Linked DNA regions of Rattus norvegicus: region 1 is linked to region 2. Evidence: chromatin contacts called from public Hi-C data. All regions are on one chromosome and are shown on one strand. Each heading gives the region's core, a stretch centred on a gene start, on an enhancer-like site or on the middle of the called end of the contact. The rest is flanking DNA. Distances are from core to core; before and after follow the strand shown. Region 1 has its middle 31 kb from the start of Plpp7. Region 2 overlaps Nup214 (nucleoporin 214).

What was found. Hi-C and Micro-C count contacts between places; a contact is called where the count stands out from the background.
Region 1: a contact with region 2 is called in a Hi-C map of liver, with 4 times the contacts expected there. The contact joins two enhancer-like sites. A contact is called at or near these places in 4 of 12 Hi-C or Micro-C datasets (the Rat2 cell line, liver and psoas muscle).

The regions. Positions count from the first base shown.
Region 1 is chr3:35,811,811-35,815,028 of GRCr8, reverse strand. No RefSeq gene overlaps it. Among named protein-coding and RNA genes, the nearest start is that of Plpp7, 31 kb to the right of the region's middle. Within about 2 kb of position 1,303, at least 5 of the 93 cell types and tissues checked have an H3K27ac peak or open chromatin away from gene starts, as enhancers often do.
Region 2 is chr3:35,692,948-35,696,314 of GRCr8, reverse strand. Nup214 (nucleoporin 214) reads right to left here. Exons shown (of 36, transcript NM_001168559.1): 22 at 2,808-3,077; 23 at 1,803-1,964. Among named protein-coding and RNA genes, the nearest start is that of Nup214, 42 kb to the right of the region's middle. Within about 2 kb of position 1,359, at least 8 of the 93 cell types and tissues checked have an H3K27ac peak or open chromatin away from gene starts, as enhancers often do.

The DNA.
Region 1 (3,218 bases), core at 54-2,553, 120 kb before region 2:
GACACTGGTCCATATGGCCCCGCAACCTGGGATCATTGCTCTGCACCCTACTGCAGTCATAGTGACACTTAGCCTTCTGTGCCTGGCTCCCCACCAGCCTGGATAACTTTGACCTTCATGGGCTTTATACCCTCTTAGATCTTTCAAGAGCCCTCCTCTACTCTTGTTTATCAGCTGTGGTCTCTCTGGCTGCCTCCTCCTGGGTCCTCCAGTCCCTCTCTCCAACACCTCCCCACAAGGTCTCAGGGCCTCTTTGCAGATAAAGACTCAGGAGTTCAGAGACCTTGTGGTTTGTCCCACATTGAGTCCAGATCCCAGGGCTTAGCTCACAAGTACCCAAATCATTCTGTCCGGTCTTTTTGAGCATCCAAAGGGAAGGGGGAGGGGACCCCTGTCTCCATTTGTAGTCTGCTTTGCTACAGAGGCTTGGATCAGAAAGGATACCTGATGGGGGCTAAAGATTGTATTCAGTTGAAAGAACTGTCCTAGCATGCAGGGAGCCCAGGCTTCCATCCCCAGCACCCAAAAAGCCAGGGCTCACCCCAAGGATGGGAGAACCAGTTTGAGCTCCAGAAAGGAGGGGGCATATTTGCTTATCCTATGATTCTAGTACTGGGGAGGAGGAGGGAGGGTTACTTTCAGCTAAATAGAGAATTGCAGGCCAGTCTGGGCTACAAAAGATCCTGTCTCAAAAAAAACAAGCAGAAAAAAAGGAAAGAGAATGAAAGGAGGAAGAGAGGGAAGGAAAAACCCAAAGAAACCAAAAACGAAAAAAGAAACAGGCATGAGTCCACGAAGATCGATCCTGCTGCAACAACAGCTTGTAAACACTAGAGGGCGCAGGAAGACGGAAACTCAGTCTAGAATGTGCTGCCTACAAGGTATGTGGAGACCCAGAGATGCGGTTACAGGGATGACAAGATGTCAGTCCCAAGACTTGCTCTTTGTGACAACTACTACATTTTGTCCTCACAGCAAACCCAGAAATGAGAAGCCCCAGTAAGATGCCCACTTTACAGCAAGAAACAAAAGTCCAACGTTATTAAGTGGGAACTTGCAGGTGGCCACAACAGAAACCAGAGGCTGGGGCTGAACGTGGCTCTGGCTTAACAGCCCAGATGTTGTCCTCTCCTCCACCGCTGTCCCGTCTTCTCTCCCAGCTCCCTTTCAGGTGGCTCTCTTAAGCCTGGAGAGCTATAAGGGACTGCTTAAGGGTGGGGAGGGAGGTCTATCCCTAAGATTCCTTGTAGAGAAGGTGGGCTCTGGGGCAGCAGGGAGTTGGGGGAGGGGAGAAATGAGGAAGCAGCCAGGAGGTGTGGGATTAGCCATGGATACAAGGAGTTCCTGTCTGGAAGTCCTTTCTGACTGGCCCCTGGCAGAGCTGGTCCCCTGGGAACCAGCCAGGGTTATTAATACACTGCTGAGTCAGGGGGCTCTTGAGTTGCAAAATCACAAGACATAGCAGGGTATGTCTTGGTAGCAGGAACACTCTTGACTCCAGTGTTTCCTCCCTCCCACCTGCACTGTCCACCTCAGGCTGAACCCTCTATGGTAAGTGGCAGCCAGTGCCCAACTTGGGGCTGTCCTCAGAGAGAGTTAAATGCTCTGGTGCTGAGCTACAAGGATTATTCTAAAAATGGCTTTGGGGAGGGCCCGCTGTGTGCCCATCTGGGAAGCCAGGGCTCCTACTAGTCAGCTCATCATCTGCCTACACAAGGCCCCAGTCACAGTCAAGTGGACTCTACTAGGAGCCCCGTGTTTAAGCTATCGAAGGCACCCATGTAGCATTAGCTTCCAGGGACCTGGTTAATCTGGGTAGGCACTGGCTGATGGGGCAAGGCACCCACATGGGGCCAGCTATGACAGTGAAGAGGCAGATGAGAGGAAGGACTGAGGGTCCAGATACCTCAGACAGAGGCTCTCGGCTCTGGCTCTGTGGCCTCTGTAACCTTTCCTGTCCCAGACTCCAGGAGCCTCCCCAGGCCTCTGCCACCTTTCTGGCATAGCTGTCGTAGGCTTGCTCATGACTTTGTAAGAACAGGCTCACTCCTTGGCCACCTGGCCATCAACATTCCAGCATCATGCTGTGAAGGCTATCTGCTGAGAGTTTTGGGGGCCACTAGATTCCATCTTGAGCATAAAACCCATACCTACTGTCTCCTCAGAATGGAGACACGGACACCTACAAGACAAAGCCATCTGCTCCTAAGGGATGAGAGATGGTTTTGAGCTCAAGCCTGAACTGATTCTGGAGCTGATACTCACATATCCATCCATTCATCATCACCATCACCACCATCACCATCATCACCACCATCACCATCATCACCATCATCACCACCATCACCATCATCATCATCATCATCACCATCACCACCATCACCATCATCATCACCATCACCACCATCACCATCATCATCACCATCACCACCATCACCATCATCACCATCACCACCATCACCATCATCACCATCACCACCACCATCACCACCACCACCATCATCACCATCACCACCATCACCATCATCACCATCACCACCATCACCATCATCACCATCACCACCACCATCACCACCACCACCGTCACCACCATCTTGATAATGGTAAAAATAGTAATAATTATTATTTCTGTAACCTAGACTGACTACAAATCCACTCTGTGGCCAAGGATGATTGAACTTCTGACCCTCTGACCTCCAGATCCTGAGAAGCTGCTTTATGAAGTGCTGGGGATAAAACAGTGTGACTAGCTCTGGCTTCCCTGATCTCTATTTGTAGGCCAGGCTGGCCTCGAACTCACAGAGATCCGCCTGCTTCTACCTCCGGTGTGCAACACCACACCAGGCTCACTGTGTAGCTCAAGATAGTCTCAAACATGAGCTCATGCTGCCTCTGCTGTCCAAGTGCTGCGATTTCAGGCCGGTACCACCAGGCCCAGCAAATCATGGGTTGCGTAACTCAGTCCTTCCCTGTGGTATCTGTAGGATTTGACCAAGGGTTAGAGGCTGCATACACCTGGCATGTTCCTCCTGGCCTCTGGGACACTCTGAGGGCCTTTCCTTCCTCCCCCTCCTCCTACACCACAAGACATAGCCTATGCTAAGCCCCCATGGGACCCAGGTCTGAGACCCTTTCTCAGCTCTGGTCCGTAGCACGGCTTCAGCTCCAAGGCCCCTGCAGAGAACCCTTATCAATGAGTCCCACACATCCCCGAGAGC
Region 2 (3,367 bases), core at 110-2,609:
CCAACAGAACACCTGGCTATTACAGAGGCCAAGGAGTCGACTTCTCGACATCCTAGAGGAACAGTTCCCTGGCCAGCTTCTGCAGCAGAACACAGATACCTGTCACAGTGTTGGCTCATCTTGAAAGGGGTGGCAACACCCAGAGGATTAACAGTGTTCAGCTCAGGGCTGATGCCATTTATTCACCCGTCCTCCTTTCCCACGGGCTTATGATACGCCAGGTTCTGGGTAAATGTGTGGACACAGAAGCCGCTTAAAGGAGCGCAGGACAGACTCATGTCCAGAGATACAGCTGACTCCACCTCCCCAGTGCTCCCACAGGGCCCCCACCAGCAGCCTTCTGATCCTTTTTGTCTTACTTTTCCATCATACTTTATGACCTTTAATGACATTATTATTAACAACTCGAAAAGCCCGAGCAAAGCCCTCGTCTCCCCTGAGCAAATCCCAGGCAGCCTGTGGATCTCTGGGAAAACTCACTTCCTTCTCCAGCAGCAGAACTGGGAGGACACCCCAAACTGTCCACAATTCATCTTAACATGTGCAAGTGTCTCCAGCTTAAAAACTTGCTCCAGGAGACAGTGTGAAGGTCAGTGTTTCCACCATCCTAAATCCTGACAAACCTGAATTTTTTTTTTTAAATAATCAGCTAAACAAGGGACCTGATCAGCATGATGTCAAGATCCTATCTGTCTAGGAAATAAGGAGACTATCAAAGACATGTGTTTTGAAAACGTAAATGTAACTTAAGAGTTATCTTGCATTTAGTTTTTATTATGTGTTTTAGGTACTTTAAGGTTATAGTTAAACTTGATTTACTGCTATTTAATGGCTTTTAGTTTCTTTTGTTTATGTTTTTTTTTTTTTTTTTGAGACGAGGTTTCACTCCAAGTTCACAATACATCCCCATTTGGCTGTGGACTTGTAACAGTCTGCTTCAGTCAGCCCCCGAGTGCTAGGATCACAGGTCAGAGGCACTCACTCCATCTGGCTAACAGTTCTTCCCTAGCTCTGTGAGTTGGCTATGTCTTGGAAGTCTCAAGTGAAAACATTTGGCACTAATAGCTTTCAGCCTTGGCACTCTTCCCATTTGGGGACTAGATAACCTGTCCTTGTGGGGTGTTTTGTTTTAAGATTCTTCTTTAACGTTCCTCGCCAGCAACTCTACAGCTGTTTTTGGGCCAGCTGGAAAGATGACCAGCCTGAGTGAGAACCATTTGCCAAACTGACAAGCAGTGACAACTAGCCCTGAGTCCCATTCCCTCAACCTAAATCCTGACTAGCTATGTCACGGTCTTAACTAAAGCCAGTGACAATGTCAGGGCAGAACAGCCATTTGGAAAGGTAGAGCTCTGGCATATACTGCTTGGCTAACTTTCTCTGCTGACTGACTCAGTACTACAACAAAAATAGGCACAGTAGGAGTGCAGCCACCCTCCCAGTGCCTGGAAACCTGAAAGTACTGTTCTTATGATGTCAGACGGTCGGTTTTCCAAGATCAGGTTAGGAGTGAAGCAGAGATTCTCAATCAAATGTAGGAAAATCAGCATCAAAATTCACCAATTTTCCATAAAACTAAATGTGGCAGCACAGCTAATACCACTATTAGTGCCATCTTCTTCAAATTAAAAAACTTGAGACCTGGTCTTGCCTCTTGGGAGCTCTCCTCACAGGGATGAAGGCCATCAGCTAGCCTTCTCTTCTAAGAAGTGGCAAGAAAGCCATTTGTCAACCACCCCAAAGCCCAGGCCCGTGACCTGGGCAGCTCATACTGTCTCCTAGAAATGGGCTGTAGTCTTTACCTGGCGCCTGACTGGCCATCTGCCGTCTCAGGGCTGCAGCAGCCGCTGCCTGGGGAGCTGCGACAGTGTGGGAAGGACCTGGTGCACCATGCTTTACCGTTTTAGTTGCCAGCATTGTGGTGTCGGCTCCTTGAGGAATAACTTTGGTAGCTGACGTAGAGACTAAGATGAAAAGAAAAATTATCAGAAAAACGGGGTCATTGAAGGACATAGGAAAGTTTAAATGGTAAATTCTGTTGGGTTGTAAAAAAAAAAAAAAGATGCTAAAATCTGAAAATTTTATATTAAAATTAAACAAAATTTTCAAATTTTTTTTTAGTGTTACAGAGAACATTTAGAGCAACATAGAACCTGATTTCCTATAAAGTAGATTTGTCCCAGTACCTCACTCCTGTGTGTCTGCTAGAAGTCACTATGGCACAAGGCCCTGACCGTGTCCCGCAGCAGTGAGCACACAATGCAGATGGCCCCAGAGAGTGACTATGACATGGGTCACAGGAGCTGGTGAGCTGAGCCAGATGCCCCACAGCTGCTGACGGGAGGACATGAGTACACATGTTTTACACTGAGCAAACACCCCTCCTTACCTATGTTAACAAAGCGAAGAGGATGTATGCTGGAGTTAAGCTGTTATAGTATGGACCCTCAGAGGCTTTTATTTCATAGGAGCCTTACCAACCACTTCAAGAGAACCTATACCTTTTGAACCAGTTCTTCTAATTTTTGGTATACTAGCAGAAATGAATGGGAACTCAGTGGTCTGAAGTCTAAGCCCTGGTGAGTCCCCTCAGTAGAGACCTAACAGGGAAGAAAACTGTTCTGTAAAATGGCTTCATTCCTGTACTTTACTCTGTGTCTTTGCTAGAGGTCACTGTGACACACAGCCCTCACAGCGCCCTGCCACAGTGAGCACACCATACAGATGGCCTCAGTGAGTGACACTATGACAGGGACATGCAGCTCTCCAGCTAGTCCTCCATGGGCAGGTTCAAACTGGCGACTTACTTGAAGAGCTCATCGCAGCAGGTGAAGAACTATGAATCAGGTGAGGCTTTGCAAAAGGCATCGCCTGAGGCAGGAGACTGGGTTGGACAGAAGGTGTGCGGACCACGGGGGCATGCCGAGGGACTGGGACCACAGCCTCCTCCTCTCTGCAGGTCGGCGTCGGCCGGGCATCTTCTCCCTCCAGAGGGTGAGCTACGGACGACGCGGAGCTGCCTTCATCTAAGTCTTCATAGTACCTCTGAGACAGGAAGGCTGACCGAGACAGGCTGGCTACAAACGCCCGCCCAAAAACAACATTAGAAACTCGAAGCAAACCCGAAAGCCGTGCCATTTCCGCGCTAGGAGAGACAGACACAAGCAACTCGGAAAGCATCTTCATTATTTTACACCTCAGACGGAAGCAGCTACTGCAGAAGTGGATAAGATGCTCCGTGCTCAGGGGGGCTTTGACAGCTAAACTGCTAGGACAAGGACGGCTCTGACTGTCAGACGAGACTGAAAACAAGAGAGACAGTCAACACTGGTAGAAAAACAAGAGATTAAGCTCTCACAGGAAAAAG